Regions from separate parts of the Mus musculus genome. Here region 2 is linked to region 1. The links are chromatin contacts, called in public HiChIP or PLAC-seq maps. All regions are on one chromosome and are shown on one strand. The core of a region is the stretch at or near the end of the contact, and the rest is flanking DNA. Distances in the headings are between cores, read along the strand shown.

The links. HiChIP or PLAC-seq counts read pairs in DNA pulled down with a chosen protein or histone mark.
Region 2: a contact with region 1 is called in an H3K4me3 HiChIP or PLAC-seq map of bone marrow-derived macrophages, with 4 times the contacts expected there. The contact joins two enhancer-like sites. A contact is called at or near these places in 4 of 115 datasets of contacts at active chromatin or transcription factors (the NIH/3T3 cell line, bone marrow-derived macrophages, embryonic stem cells and 1 more).

The regions. Positions count from the first base shown.
Region 1 is chr4:53,184,697-53,192,006 of GRCm38.p6, reverse strand. No RefSeq gene overlaps it. Among named protein-coding and RNA genes, the nearest start is that of Abca1, 28 kb to the right of the region's middle. Within about 2 kb of position 4,031, at least 107 of the 459 cell types and tissues checked have an H3K27ac peak or open chromatin away from gene starts, as enhancers often do. A contact at or near this core is called in bone marrow-derived macrophages, where this site is marked.
Region 2 is chr4:53,460,578-53,467,887 of GRCm38.p6, reverse strand. The region is part of intron 1 of Slc44a1 (solute carrier family 44, member 1); the gene reads right to left. Among named protein-coding and RNA genes, the nearest start is that of Slc44a1, 24 kb to the right of the region's middle. Within about 2 kb of position 3,382, at least 9 of the 459 cell types and tissues checked have an H3K27ac peak or open chromatin away from gene starts, as enhancers often do. A contact at or near this core is called in bone marrow-derived macrophages, where this site is marked.

The sequences.
Region 1 (7,310 bases), core at 2,782-5,281:
TTATACCTTGACTCACAGGTCCTGCTGGATTCCCCAGTGATGTCTATGGCCTTGGAATGTTTTTCTGTTTATCTGCAGAGTTGATTAATTGGGCACACTAATCATCTAACAAAGACCTTTTAAAAGGACCCCATCTTTGGTCGATAGAGCACTGATACCTGCCGTGTGAGCCTTGCAGTCCGTGTGTGGCTACCCCGTCATCAGTCATCCTTCTAACTCTCAGAGGATGAGAGGACTTTTGCAGGGCAGGACTGTTGTCCTCTGCTGTGAGCGTTCAGTCCACACTTTGTCGGAGATGATGGGAAAGGGTTTCTCTGGCCCTACAGAGTATCTGTGAAGCTGTTACCATGGGGAATTGGCATCTTACCTAGCTTTAATGTGCAGTTTTCCACAAGCCAAAGACAGATAGAGCTTCATTTGGCTGCACCTAGGGAAGGCTGAGAAGGCCAAGCTTAGACCACGGTGTATAGCTCCCACAAGCAAACTCATCTAGGCAGTGCCAGTAGTTAATAACACACTCCCATACACACACACACACACAGATGCATGCTGGAATCTGTTTTATGAGACTCACTCCCATCAGTAAAGCCAAAAACACTCACCTGTGTAAACATGATAAAGGTCTATTATCACATCAACGGCGAGAAACAGTAGCAGGTGAGAAACAAAATTATTGGTCAAAAGAACTATGATCAACAGAGTTAATGTGAACACGATACAGTTTGATTTCTACGAAAAGCGGTGATTTTACAATTCTGGTTCTCTCTCTTGAAACTTGATGTTTTAGTTCATGTAGCCATTTACGAGCTAGGCTGCCTCTCTCTTGGTAGCATGACTTTTAAGGGTTTTAAGGCAAGAGTCTGAAACTTAGTCTCTGAAAGAAATGATCTAGGAGAATTTCTAATTTGAAAGATCTGGAAGTTGGGTTCTTGTTCGTGAGGGTCATGGTGATTGTGTGTGAGAGGGTTTTATAGATAGGCTTGCGCGTGAGAAAGGAGATGCATTTTCGGTAAAAGGCATCTGGTGTCTCTCCACCTTACCAGAGGATCATGGGAGAATTCAATTTGTTTCTCTACCTTTGGTTGAAGGATATTTTTGTTTCTGTTTTTACATGTATTTATCTGTTAATCCATATATGTATAGCTATCTTGCCTGCGTGCGTGTATGTATATCTTATGCATTCCTGGTACCTATGAAGGCCAAAAGAGGTTGTCAGATCCCCCAAACTGGACTTACAGATGGTGATGAGCTGCCATGGGGATGCTGGGAACCAAACATGGGTCCATGGCTAAAGAAGTAAGTCCTCTTAACTGCGGAGCCATTGCTCCAACTCAGAGAGATATTAAATACTGCTAATCAACAAATATTGACTCTTCTTATTGATAGTGGGATCCTGAATAGGGGCAGTGACTAGAGGGGGGAGTTTAGTGTTCAGCATCACCCTCCTACTCGAAGAGTCCGTATTTAAATGCTTCAGAACATGGCATTTCTGGTTTATACATTCTTTGCCCATGTGTTTGTGGGTCTGCATTCTGCCCTGCTGCTGGGGTCTGGGCACAGCTTCTGGGGAGGCAAATCTCGGGCAGTGCTTGACTATGTTTACCCTAAGTCACTGCCACCCCATCGGGTGCTAGGCTTTAGGGAAACACTATGCACCCTTCAAGGGGTGGGAAAATGCAGTCTAAGATATGGGCGCTAAAGCTGGGGTTTTCTGACTCCCAGACATACAGTTGCTGCTGGGTGCCACACTGAGGAGTTGGAATGAAGGGTTGGGGGTCCATGGCCTGAGACAAGCTCCTGGACATTCAGGTACCAATGGGTATCAAAGAGCTGGGAACAGATTTGTGGAACCATGGGCTAAGGACAACAACGAACCCAGGGCTAGGGAAATAGGGAACTCTGGCTTCGCTTTGTGACTGTCCTTAGCTTAGCAGCGGTTGTCTGGAAGTGCAGAGAGGCCTTCTATGGGAGATTTAGGCTGTGGCTCTGTAGGCAAAGGCCTTCTCTGTGCTCCCTACAGCGGCAGTTCTCGATGAAAGAGACAGTCCATGTTTATCTGTACTGTTTATGCACAGCCACTCCTCAGAGTGGACCAGAGATTAAATATCTTTTGTAGGAGAAACGTCTGTAAAGGGAAGCTTATTGGCTCAACCATCAGGACCTCTTGGTACCTCATTAGCATGGAGAACTCTGTTTTTGCCTATGTGACCAATGTGGGGTGTGTGGCACATGTTCCAGGCCAGGACTCTGGCAGGGACCAGGGAGGCACCTACCATCTCAGGTGAGTACCCGAGTGCTGGGGTCTCAAACCCACTCTACCAAGTTTCCTGCCACCGTCCACTGCCCCACATGTGTTATTAAAAATAACTACCCCATTGTTTCTTTTCTTCCTTATTCCCATTCTCTTCTTTCTTCTCTTCCAGCTTCCTTTCCATCCATCTACCCATTCTCTCAATATTTCCTGAGCAGTTTTCTTCTGGTTTTGTTTGTTTGTTTGCTGAGTAGTTTTCATGGCCAAATTCCCAAGGCTACTTACTGTAGTCTGGGAGTGAGGAGGTGTCCTCGTTGGTTTTATTTTCAACTTGACACAACCAAGAGCCACCTAGGAAGAGGAGACCTCAATTAAGGAGTTGCCAAGGTTAGATTAGCCTTGGGCCACACCTGTGAAGAGTTGCCTTGGCAACGTGAAAGGAGAGCAGAATAAGAGGGTAGACGTTGAGTCCAAAGGGATATCAAGGGAGGGATTAGAGACAACCACAGAGTAAGCAAAGCATCTGCCTTCAGGAGGCAATGAGGCACATTGAGACAGAGGAGCCACACCCACTTTCTGGGCCAAATCCTTTTTGTCTCCAGCTTGTGGAAGTCTACGGTCTTTGCCAGAAACTGTGAAACTTGAGTTCCACCAAAATGAAGAAAAATGTTCAGACATGTCATGCAAGACTCTTTCAGGGAGTTTTCAGTGAATAGTTGTAGTCAGTCAAATGCCACCATCCAGTAATAGTTGCCAGTTTTCATAATCAAACTTAGAACGCCTACAATAGCTTAGCTCTACAAATGAACCCCAAATGACATAGGACACATAATAAAGTGTAGAAGAATCAGACAGTCCACAAGAACTGCCCATGAATCCAGGGGAAAACAGTGATGAAGAAGAATAGGAGTTGGGGGGGGGGCGGGGCATGTATGAAAACACCCAATTCCTAGTCAGATACAAAAGCTGAGGCTAAGTAGTATATGAAAAGCAGAATGTACTAATCAGGTTTCTCTCTTGGCCAAAACCAAGAGGGAGGGAAGTGTTTACTTCATCTTACAACTCTTGGGTCACATTCCATCCCTGAGAGATCTCAGAGCAGGAACTTCAAGCAGGAGCCTCGGGGCAGGAACTGAGGCAGAGGACACAGAGGAACGCTGCTTCTCAGCTTGTTTCCCATGGTTTGCTCAGCTTGCTTTCTTATACAGTCCAAGGTCACCTGCCCAGAGTGGCATACCCCAAGAGGACTCGCCCCTTCCACATCAACCATTCATTGAGAAAATGCCTCAGAGGCCCACTCAAAGATGTCAGTCTGACTGAGACAATTCCTGAACCGAAGATCCCTCTGCCCAGGTGACTCTAATGGCTTCACGTTGACAAAAACTAACCCAGACAAAGCTGAAGTTTTTGTACCCAAAGCATCAGGTACATGATGAGAATGCTCTACTGGAAGCATCTATTCCTTCACACAGCACGTTTATAGGGGCAGAGCGGAGGGCTGGAGGTGGTATGTGCAGGAGCACAACTCACCATAGACATCTCTGTGTCACAGAATCCCATTGTAGAAGCATCTGTTGCTTTCTCAAGTTCTTGATTATTGCACTTATTAAATGTATCTGAGGATACAATTGTTAAATATACTTTATCATGAAATATATAAATAAGTAAATGCACTAAGAAATTAGCAATAGCTATTAAAAATACAGCTTTTTGAATATGGGCAAAATACCAAGGCAAGCTAAAAAAAAAAAAAGGAAGTATTTGGCTGACTAATAGTTCTGAGTTTTAGAATGTTCTATTAAGATCTCAAGATATTTAAATACTAATGATATTTGCTCCTACATGTTGTTGGTATTCTGTCATGTCCTATCTTTTAAGGCAGTTACACATCTAAAAGTCATTTTTGAAAGATGTCTGATATCGGGAATGAAAGCAAAACTAGTGCTTACCAGCTAGAAAGGAGGATGGAATTGGCAGAAAAGGTAGTTGGGTCACCAGAACACTATCCTCAGACGATAAACTATAATTCACTGTTTAAAATCTTCTATAGGGAAATTACTCTTTCTAGTGTAAAGTTCCATGATGTAAACATCACCAAAAATCCAGTTGCTTAATAGCTTTCTCCACCAAAAACCAAAACAAAGCACGACCTGACCCTTTGTAGCCAACTCTGTCTGTCGCCCTCAGCCCCTGGAAACTGCTATTGTCTGTCTCTCCAGCTTGGCCATGTTTTTCCAGCAATATAAAAATGGAATCGTACAGCCACACAGGAACTCTTTAGTCAAGGAATTCAAAACAAAACCAAGCAAAGGGAAACACAAGGCAGAGCTGCATTTCCTAAAATTCTAGGGAAGTGAAATTCCCCATGTCAGATACTTCACAGCTCCCTAGTGCTTCTGTTTCCTGAGCAAGGTGGCTTTGGCTTTGGCGTTGCCTTTGCTGGGACTCATACCAGATTGCTTGAAACACTGAAAGCAATTGCAGCTGCTTCCTGTGTGGCCTTGAAGCGAGTCTGCACTGAGGATATCACTCTGTGGTATGCCTGCTGTCTGTGAGAGAGCCATTGTGGTGTTTTCCTAGCCATTTTTTAAAAACATCATCTGAACCGAAGAGGAAAAAGCGTTCCCTGGGGTTCAATTAAGATTTTCCTGAAGACAGCAGATAAATCACAAAACTAAAAGGATCTCACATTAGAAGGTCAGCTTCCTGCGGACAGGAATCTAAAATTCCTGAAACACAAAATCACAAGGTACACAAGAGAAAAACTGAGGCTGTGAAAGTGCAGGGACCCACAGACTTGCGGTGCTGCCTCTGTGAGGCAGACAGAGCTGTCCTGGGAACATAGTGAGGGAATCATGGTGCTTTGCTGCTCGCATTGCAGCTTGCTTTGTGTTTTTGTCTTTAAGACCTGAAGCTCCTTCCTGACCCTCCTGCCTTCACCTCCCAATAGCAGGGCTTACAGATGTGTAGGCTGGAATCTAGGCTGCACCTGGCTCTCTCCATCTTCCTCCAGATGGCCCTTACTCACCCATGCCAGGCTGGGAGAGCTGCTGTCTGGCTGTGTTCTGTCTTGACGTATTTTCTTTCTGGAATGTCATCATCTTAGCTTGTTTTTTTTTTTTTTTTTTTTGCTGCTCCCATATAATGCCACAGATTGAATAATTCATGAAGAATATTTCGTATGACTCTGGAGGCTAGAAACCACAAGAGTGTTTCTAGAACCCAGCAAGGTCCTTGGTGCAGTGTCTTAAGGTGGCAGAAGGGCAAGTGAGTGCAGGGGGGGAGGAAGTTGAGCAAAGTTATCATTTTATCAGGACCAGATAACCGGGCCATAGCATCAATCCATTCATGAGACCAGAGTCCTTATTACCTAATCACCTCTTAGTAGTTCCGCCTTTGCAGACCTTTTGCACTGGGGACTACGTGTTCAGCACACAGAAGTAGGGATGTCTCAAGCAATATTCATACCGTATCACCCATTTGGCTTTTTCCTTCCAGTGCATAACTCACTTACATCAAAGCACTGAGTGACTGGTGGTTTGGACTCTGCCTTTCTGCTTATCACCAGTGTTAGCAGTAAGGGTGCCAAGGGAAATGGCATCAAATACAGTGATGAACACGTGGCATAATGGCTCTGGGATAATATCCCCATATTTCCTTACCTCTCAAGTTATGATATAATCAGAACCCTGGAAAATGCTTGTACATGTGCTATTTTGTTGTAGATAGGGTTTTATGTAGCTAAGGCTGGGCTAAAACTTGGTATTTATTTATTCGAGGATGAATTTGAACTGACTCTAGGAAAGACATTAGTGAACTGGAGCAGATCAAGTCAGCGTAGGCATAAGAAGTTTACGGTGTGAAGAATGGGAAAGACAACTATGGGTATGTGGTGGTCTGAACATAGCCCCGCTAGACTCATACCCTTGAATGGTTGGTTATCAGGGAGTGGCACTACTTGAAGGGGATTAAGAGGTGTGGCCTTGTTGGAGGAAGTGTGTCACTGGGGTGGGCTTTGGGCTTTCAGAAGCCCAAGCCAGTCAGTGTCTCCCTCACTTCTCCTGCTGCTTTCAGATTTGGATGTAAAACCCTCAGCCACTCTGGCCCCATTTTTGCCTGCCTGTCACCAGACTCTCTGCCATGACAGTACACTGAACCTCTGAATCTGTAAGTAAGCCTCAACTAAATGTTCTCTTTTCTATGAGTTGTCATGGTCATGGTGTCTCTTCACAGCAATAGAACACTGACCAAGACAGCCTCATGCTCACACTGAGCACAAGAGAGGAGAAAATTTCTGGGAATAGGAGGAAGGATAGAATAAAGAGCTTCCCAGCGGTATAAACAGGTGTGTCCAGAAGGAGCCCGAGGACTCAAGATATGAAGGGTACAATGTTCTATATTAGTCATGGCTCTTCCCAGAGTAAAGGTGAGGTGAGGTGAGGTGTGTGTGTGTGTGTGTGTGTGTGTGTGTGTGTGTGTCTGTGTGCATACACGTTCACACATGTGCATTTGTATGAGTGTCCAGAAAAGAATGTAGTGAGAAGCTGTCCCACTAATCAGAGTAGCTTCCCCTGAGGAAGAAGGAAATCTGTTTTCATGTTTACTCTTGTTGCCTGCTTTGGACAGTCCTTGTGACCAGAATTGGAGACACAATGTTGAACAGAGCTAAACTATGCTCAAAAGCAGCTCATAGTCTAGAGAAGGTAAGCAGACACTGTGGCACAGGCTAGCCCTCTGAGAACCTGAGCCGTGAAGTTACTCCAACATCAGTGAAGTGAGATGTCTATATTATCTATTTTTAGAGTGGAGGGAATTACTTTTTACAGAGATTAGCTTGTTTATTTGCATTTTATTAGTTCCTTAAGAATTTCATAAAATGTGTTTTGATCACTTTTACCCTTCCCACAATCCCTCCCAGATCCACCACCTTCCCTACCCACCTATCTTTATGTCCTGTTCTTTCTTTTTTTTTTTCAACTCACCAACTTGAATTTGTGCTGCGTATGTGCTCTTGGATGTGTGACCTTCCACTAGATCACGGTTGACCTAACAGGGGTCA
Region 2 (7,310 bases), core at 2,133-4,632, 280 kb before region 1:
TCAAATGCCCAGGGAAATCGATAAGTCAGTGATACTTGGTCAAGCCTGTTGACAGCCTTAGGTGCCTTGCATAGTAAACCTGAAACCTCATCTAATAGAGTTCAAACTCTATGTGTGGCCAGGAAGCACGTGTCCCAGGACAGCTATGAATAAATCGCAACACGAGCGTGTAAGCTTACTTAAAACATTATGGCGTCTTTATGTGCACAGATATTGTTTTGTAACTTAACTGTGCAGTCCTCAGATGTGAACCTTATGGTTGACAATGGTTTCAATGTTTCAATGCCAAAAGGCTGGGCCTGCCTGCCTGAAAGAAGAGGCTACTGCAGAGGGCTTCTGTGCAACTGCTGGAGAATGTGGTACCCGCATATAGGCAGTTTCTCCATCATCAACATCCAACGCACAGCCTCACCCTTAAAGACGGAAGCCCTGAGAACACATTAGGAGTGCGTTCTGAACCTATTTGCACCGCTATCCTCTCCTCACAGATGCTCCCAAGTCAGGGTGAAGGTACTAAAGGGTACCCTGACTTTGAGCAATTCTTCATCACCAGACAACCCAGCTGGCCCCCAGTTACCCCAAAGATGACTAATCAGTCAAGGGACTACAAATGTGAGGGTGACACATTGTCCCAAAACCTTTACACCCCTTTTAGTGTTAAATTTGAACTACCAAAGACTCAAAAGCCAACAGATTACTCAAGGTAAAGAAGAGAACAACGGAAACTCTAAGATCAAACACCAGTATGAGACGACAACTCCTAGTTCTGAGAGTCAATGGTCTCAGCAGCATAAATGCTTCCAGGAGAACACACGCTCACATCACAAGCTCTGTAAGACAAACCAGCTAGAGAGATCTAGAAAGTGATTAAAGGCCAGAAGAAAAGTCTAGAAATTCCCAAGTAAGTAAGGAATAACACTGAGGCATCCACTTAATAGCCCTGTAAATGACTGGCACTAATTCTGTTATTAAGGGGGTAGGGGTGGGGCAACAGATCAAACTACAGTAAATAAGTGCTTTAAAAATGCAAGCAGCTGGCCGGGCGTGGTGACGCACTCCTTTAATCCCAGCACTCAGGAGGCAGAGGCAGGCGGATTTCTGAGTTTGAGGCCAGCCTGGTCTACAGAGTGAGTTCCAGGACAGCCAGGGCTAAACAGAGAAAACTCTGTCTCGAAAAAATCAAAACAAAACAACAAAAAAACAAGCAGCTATCAATCTCCATAACTAGTCATTAACATGCCCCACCCCTAAGAAGCCATTTTTGACTGTCACCAAAACTAGTAAGTCTCAGACCTGGTACTGACTAGTTTATACCCTATTCAGGAAGCCAGCCCCACCCCACCCCACCACCCCACCCCCCAGGGTACACTCAGGCCTCTCTGTGTCCATTACAAGCCCTGTTCTGTTTTAAGACCTATCTCCATTAGTCCCTTAAAAGCAACTACCAAAGTAATAATTCCCTGGAACAGCCATCAAACAACTACAGGGCTTCTAGCAGTATCACACCCAGCTTGCAAATAAATTCTACAGAAATCCAATTGAAGCCTAGTTCCTACAATGAAAGGTAAACTCAAAGGGAAAGGAAAACAAACAAACAAACAAACCAGCCAGGCAGTGGTGGCACACAATGCAGAAATAGACAGATCTCTGAGTTCAAGGCCAGCCTGGTGTACAGAGCTAGTTCCAGGACAGCCAGGGCTACACAGAGAAAACCTATAAAAAAAAAAAATAAATCCTGCCTCCACAACCTGAGTGCTGGAGTAACAGGTGTGAGCCACCACATCTGACTGTTCTGGTTTTTTAATTCCTTTGGACAAATCCCAACAGGATCACATGCAGTGACTCACTTTACCATCCCATTTGTTATGTAAAAATAAAGTTCTGCATAGTCAAGTCAGGCTGACTTCAGATTTTCTTTCCCTCGCTGCTTTTAAGTCCCTTGACTATTTGAAATTGTCTCTACCTGCTATCTATTTCTTAGGATTTACTGTGATTCACATTTTAAGTTATCCAAAGCTTTTAACTAAATCTAATAACTAATAAATGGTTTGTTGATTCACAATGACTCCTTTAATAAACAACTTCTTACTTAACTACACATGCAGACTACTGTGTTCCACAGAACTTATTAATAAATGTAGTTGATTTTGTTTCCTAACTCACCGCTTACAGTCATTCTTCTTGTTTTTGGCTTTATGGCTTACTGCACTAATTAATCTTCTAGAACAATGTTAATGGTGATAATAATCTCAGTATAAATGTCTAACGTAAACTAAGTCCTCACTGTCAAAGACATTAAGTTACCTAACAAGTGAGTCTTGTTAAAGATGTAGCAATGGGTTTTATTTAAATACGTTAAGGTTTTTTGACATTTTATTTAATGTTATGTGTATGCGTGTTTGAGAGACTGTCTGTGTACCATGTGTGTGCACTGCCTGTAGAGACCAACAGAGAGCATGAGATTCTAAGGACTGGCACTCCAGATAGTTATAAGCTGCCATTGTGAATGCTGGGAATTAAAATGTCCTCTGAAAGAGCAGCCAGTGCTCCAAACAGTTGAGCCATTTTCATCCCCAACGCAACACTATTTGTATATGTGTGATTTTTTTAAAATTGCTTTTAAAACAGATGTTGGGCTTTTTTTCCACATTTGTTTTATTTTTATTTTTGTTTTTGAGATATCAAGTCATTAATGACCCAGAATAACCTTGAAGTCTAAATAGCCCAGGCTAGCCTTGAACCTGCAGTTCTGCCTCAGCCTCCCAAGTGCTAGATTTAAAAATATACACTATTATACCTCTCTTCACACTATTAAACTAATGTTATGGTATTTCTTGCTAAATGTCCACATATCTTCACGTGCAGTATTAGGAATAAAACCCCAGGTCTGCATGTTTGCTAGACCAGTATGTTACAACTGAACCATATCTGCAATCCCTGAGTATCTATTTGAACAAGAATCGCAAAGAAGCTGATCCTAGCTGCAGGTCAGACCTAAGAAACAACGAGGGCAGCAGTACAGTCGACTCTACAGTGTTTCCGGCCTCATACCCAACTGGCATCAGTCAGCATTATGTCCTAAGGTCACACTGGCTCCCAGGAGATTTTTCCCAGCATGCTGATGTGTTCAAGCAGAGGTAAGTTTTTTTCACTATTATTAAAGAGAAAGCATTGGCAACAGAAGACAACCTTGGGTGGGAGGATGGCTGGAGATCTACAGAAATGACTTCCCGGAGCTTATGTGGTGACCAACTCAGTGGCTTCAGAACACTGACTTCTTTTCAATGTGGGCTGCAGATGCAGAAGGAGATGCCCAGGCCTTCCTCTCTGTCTGAACTAATCAGGCTGTACACTAGACCAGCCCTTTGCCTCTTATGAAATGATGTATCAGAAGCAAGACTTCCTTCTCAAAGGACACAGGATTCCATAACATGAGATGACACAGACCTTCCCCAGTGTGAGCCTAGATAAACAACAGGCATAACTCTAGACAGCTGTTTATTCATTCGTACTTTTAGCAATTACTGGACTTTCTTTAAGCTTTCTTGGTTTAGTGTCCTACCCTAACTCTCTTTTCCCATCAACCCTATTGTTTCCAGTGCCTGAGTCTGCACATATGGAGTTATTCTAGGCTTCCCTACATAGTATGGTAGCAGAAACATTTGAATCCCTCATAGAAACAATTTGAACTGATGCCATCTTCTGCTTACTATAGGGTACTCTGATATCTGATAGGTAGGTAGGTGGATAGAAAGATAGATGATAGATAGATAGATAGATAGATAGATAGATAGATAGATAGATAGACAGACAGACAGATAGATAGATAGCGTAGAGAATGAGATAGAATATAAAAAGGTCCGTAGTCATTACAAATTCAAACACATTAAAATTTCATTCTTTAAAAAAATATTTATTTTCCTATGTGTGTGTACCAGGTTCACGCAGGTACCTGTGAAAGCTAGAAGACAGCCTTAGATCCCTTGGAGCCAGAGTTAGAGGGGTTGTGAGACACCCAGTGTGGGTCCTCTGAAAGCAGTCATAGCTCCCAACCACTGAGACATCTCTCCAGCCGTGAAAAGATGAAGTTTTTATACGATGTAAAGCATCCTAGGTCCCTGGTACCCACTACCTCTGACCTCAAGCTGCCCAGCCACTCTGGCGTTCTGACTGCCCTTTCTCCCTCTCAAACGCAGCTCTGTCTCTTCCGTTTTGACTTACTATCCTTCCTTTCCTGGCTATCAACCTAGTTTGTCTCTTCATTTCAGGGAGGCTTTTCATGAACACACTCACACACACATACACACACACTATGGTCGACGCTCACCCTCTTTCATACCTCGCTTCTCTCCATACAGTGAACATCTTTGTTAGCTAAATTACGGTATCTTACCTAGTCATAGATCTTTGTAGTCTGGAAGATCACCTAGGTATTCTGTGTTATATCCCAAGAATGTAAAACAGTTTCTAGCACATGAAAATGCTCAGTGTCTACTCACTGAATGAATGAATCAGGCTCGCTGTATGAGATGATGAACGAATTGACAGCTTACGACTGTGCCTCTTGAGGCTGTCACCTTAATCACCACAAATGCAGCAAGAATCTGGAGAAGATGAAGCGGACAAGTGGGCTTTATTTTACTGCAGACCTACAGCTAAGTTGGGAAAACTTGTTCCAGAGATTTATAGAGCCGTGTCTGCAGATCAAGGACACTGAGAATGACAGGGCTTTGAGTGGCTGGACTTGTCCGACCCCCTGACGACACACAAGATTGTTCTTCCATGATGTGACAAGACATCTGAACACACCACACTGACTCTGCTGAGGGTGGGGGACCAAGGCCAGAGCAGAGCTCGGGTTCACACCGGACGGACATGTGAGCAAGCAACTGGAGACTTCCCACAGTTACCCAGCCCCCCGGCCCCGTGATTCCCAGAACTGTCACACTCTTACTGTCTGTGTTTGCCTCTGCGGCACAACCCTCGGGGACAGGCCTGAACTACCAAGCACTTATCAGTGGTAGTGCTCGGATTTTCATGAACAAATACAAGAGCTGAAAGCAAAATGGGCCCAACACCAAGCTGATAGCCATGGCACTCTGAAGACAATCGCAAGCTTAGCCCTATCCTAAAGCATCTGCCGCGCACTCAGCACTCAGCCTCCCAGTGCGCTTACAACCCCAGACACCGCGAGAGAAAGCCAGAGGGCAGCACTACCTGAGGTTAAGCTAAGTTACCGCAAGACAAGGTATGCTTGGCTGATAACCCACCCTAGAGCTGCAGATGATGGCTAGTCCTTCAAATGACACTGTGTTACACTTGGTAAGCAATGCTCTATGACTAGAACTAGACAGGGCTAGGCTAGACTTTGCATGGGAGCAGGAGCCGCTGAACTTTGTGCTTTAGACGAAGACAGGTTTATTAAATTACTTTCTAAAGTGATATTTAGTCGTTCTGAAATCATAATATCACAAATCATGGTTTTGGTTGATATTAAGAAATCAACCATCTGCATGGTGACTTGCCCTTGTAACTCTAACTTTCAGGAAGCCGGGCCAAGAGGATCCTGAATGAAGTGAGCGTGGCCTACACTGCAAATTCCAGGCCAGTTGTGTGAATGGCGGAATGCCAATATTAATGTTATGTAGTTTTAGTAAACACTCCAGCAATGAGTGTAAGAAGCTAGACGGAATACACACACACACAGAAACACTGTGTATGCTAACTTTTTCTCAGTATATATTCAATTAGTTGGAAGTAAAAGTTAAAATAGGGTTCTAATCCTAAAACCAAAATAAAATTTTGAAGGTAAAGCATCACCAGTGTCACAAAAATCGATGTCACTCAAACTCTTTAATCCAAATTAAAGAGCACAGAGAGCAAGGTTTCTCAATATGTGAACTTCCAAAAACAGATATAGCTGAAGAAAAAAATCTTCCACTTCTCTATCTCAACAAAGTATAGACCCATTGGCACATAAATACAGGAGAGTTGCCTCAAAATTACAACAATTACCTACGCATAGACCTTCAGTGAGAAAAAGCCATGTCTTAAACTAAATAATGGGTGTGCAGGACTTCTGAATTGGATGGAAGACACTGGGATTTTTATAAAACAATTTTAATGAATTTATTCTATTACTGGAGAGGGGCAGCCCCGTTTAGGTGTGATGGTCAGAAGACAATGTTCCCGAGTCCGTGGCTCCTGGGATCAGAGTCCCGAGCCAGCTTCGTGCAGCAGGTGCTTTTACCCACAGAGCCCTATCCCCAGCTCTGCTTTGCACTGCTGTGCCTGAAGACAGGGTCTCACTCTTAACTCACAGTGCCTTGGAACTCACTATGTAGCCAAAGCTGACCTCCAATTCAGGGTAATCCTCCTGCCTCGGCCTCCTAAGTGCTAGAAGCTACCATACTAGCTCTAAAAGGGAGTTAAAGTATATAGTAGTTATCTCAACTTGCTAGAACTATGAGTAACTATATTTCAAACTTAATAAGGAATATATAAAGATTTTATAATCTAATTAAACAAATTAATTTGGGGGTTGTTGTGTCTACAGCTGAGAGAAGGTTTATGCAAGCTTTCACAGTCCATCTCCATCACCACCTCCTGCACCTACATGGACTCTGAATAGTTCTCCCCCATCCGCTGTGTCATTGGCCAGAGCCCTGACCCCCCATCCGTCTCTGCCCTAGTTTTCCTTCTGTTATTTAATTTCCCTGAGATCAGCCTATAACGTCTGCTGAAATAAAATTAAACCTAATGGAGAAACTCTAATGACTCCCCCACTGTTTGAAGAAGAGAAAGCAGAATCTTGCAAGAGAAAGGATGTACCGAAGCCACTAATTTTCATCTGCTTTTCAAGGCAGAGCCCACTATTCAACACGGTAAGTTCCCAAAGGACTAAATCTTCCACAAATTCAATAGCTACTCTCAAGCTCCCTCAGGTTCCTTCCTCATTAATAAAATTATGTTGACTCACCCTTCCTGGGTCTTTAATGTCCTAGGTACAATACTAAAGGACTCGCATGCAGTTGGTTTTGTTATTTTTTAAGTCTTCTAATGAACTATTAAGGTTATGTGTTATCAAATAAAGAAACGTCAAAAACACTGGCTAACTCCGAGGGTTTCTTGACTAGTGAGTAATGCAAGCTGCATTCTCTGAAGCTGAAACCCTAAATACATCTCCCTTCTGATGTCAAAAAGATGCCGACTTCCAGTACTGTCCCAACTCCTCCCAGTGGAGACAAGAATCTCTCCCATGGACCTGTGGGACTCAGTCATTCCCTTCTTTTGCTCCCCTTTCATTCTCC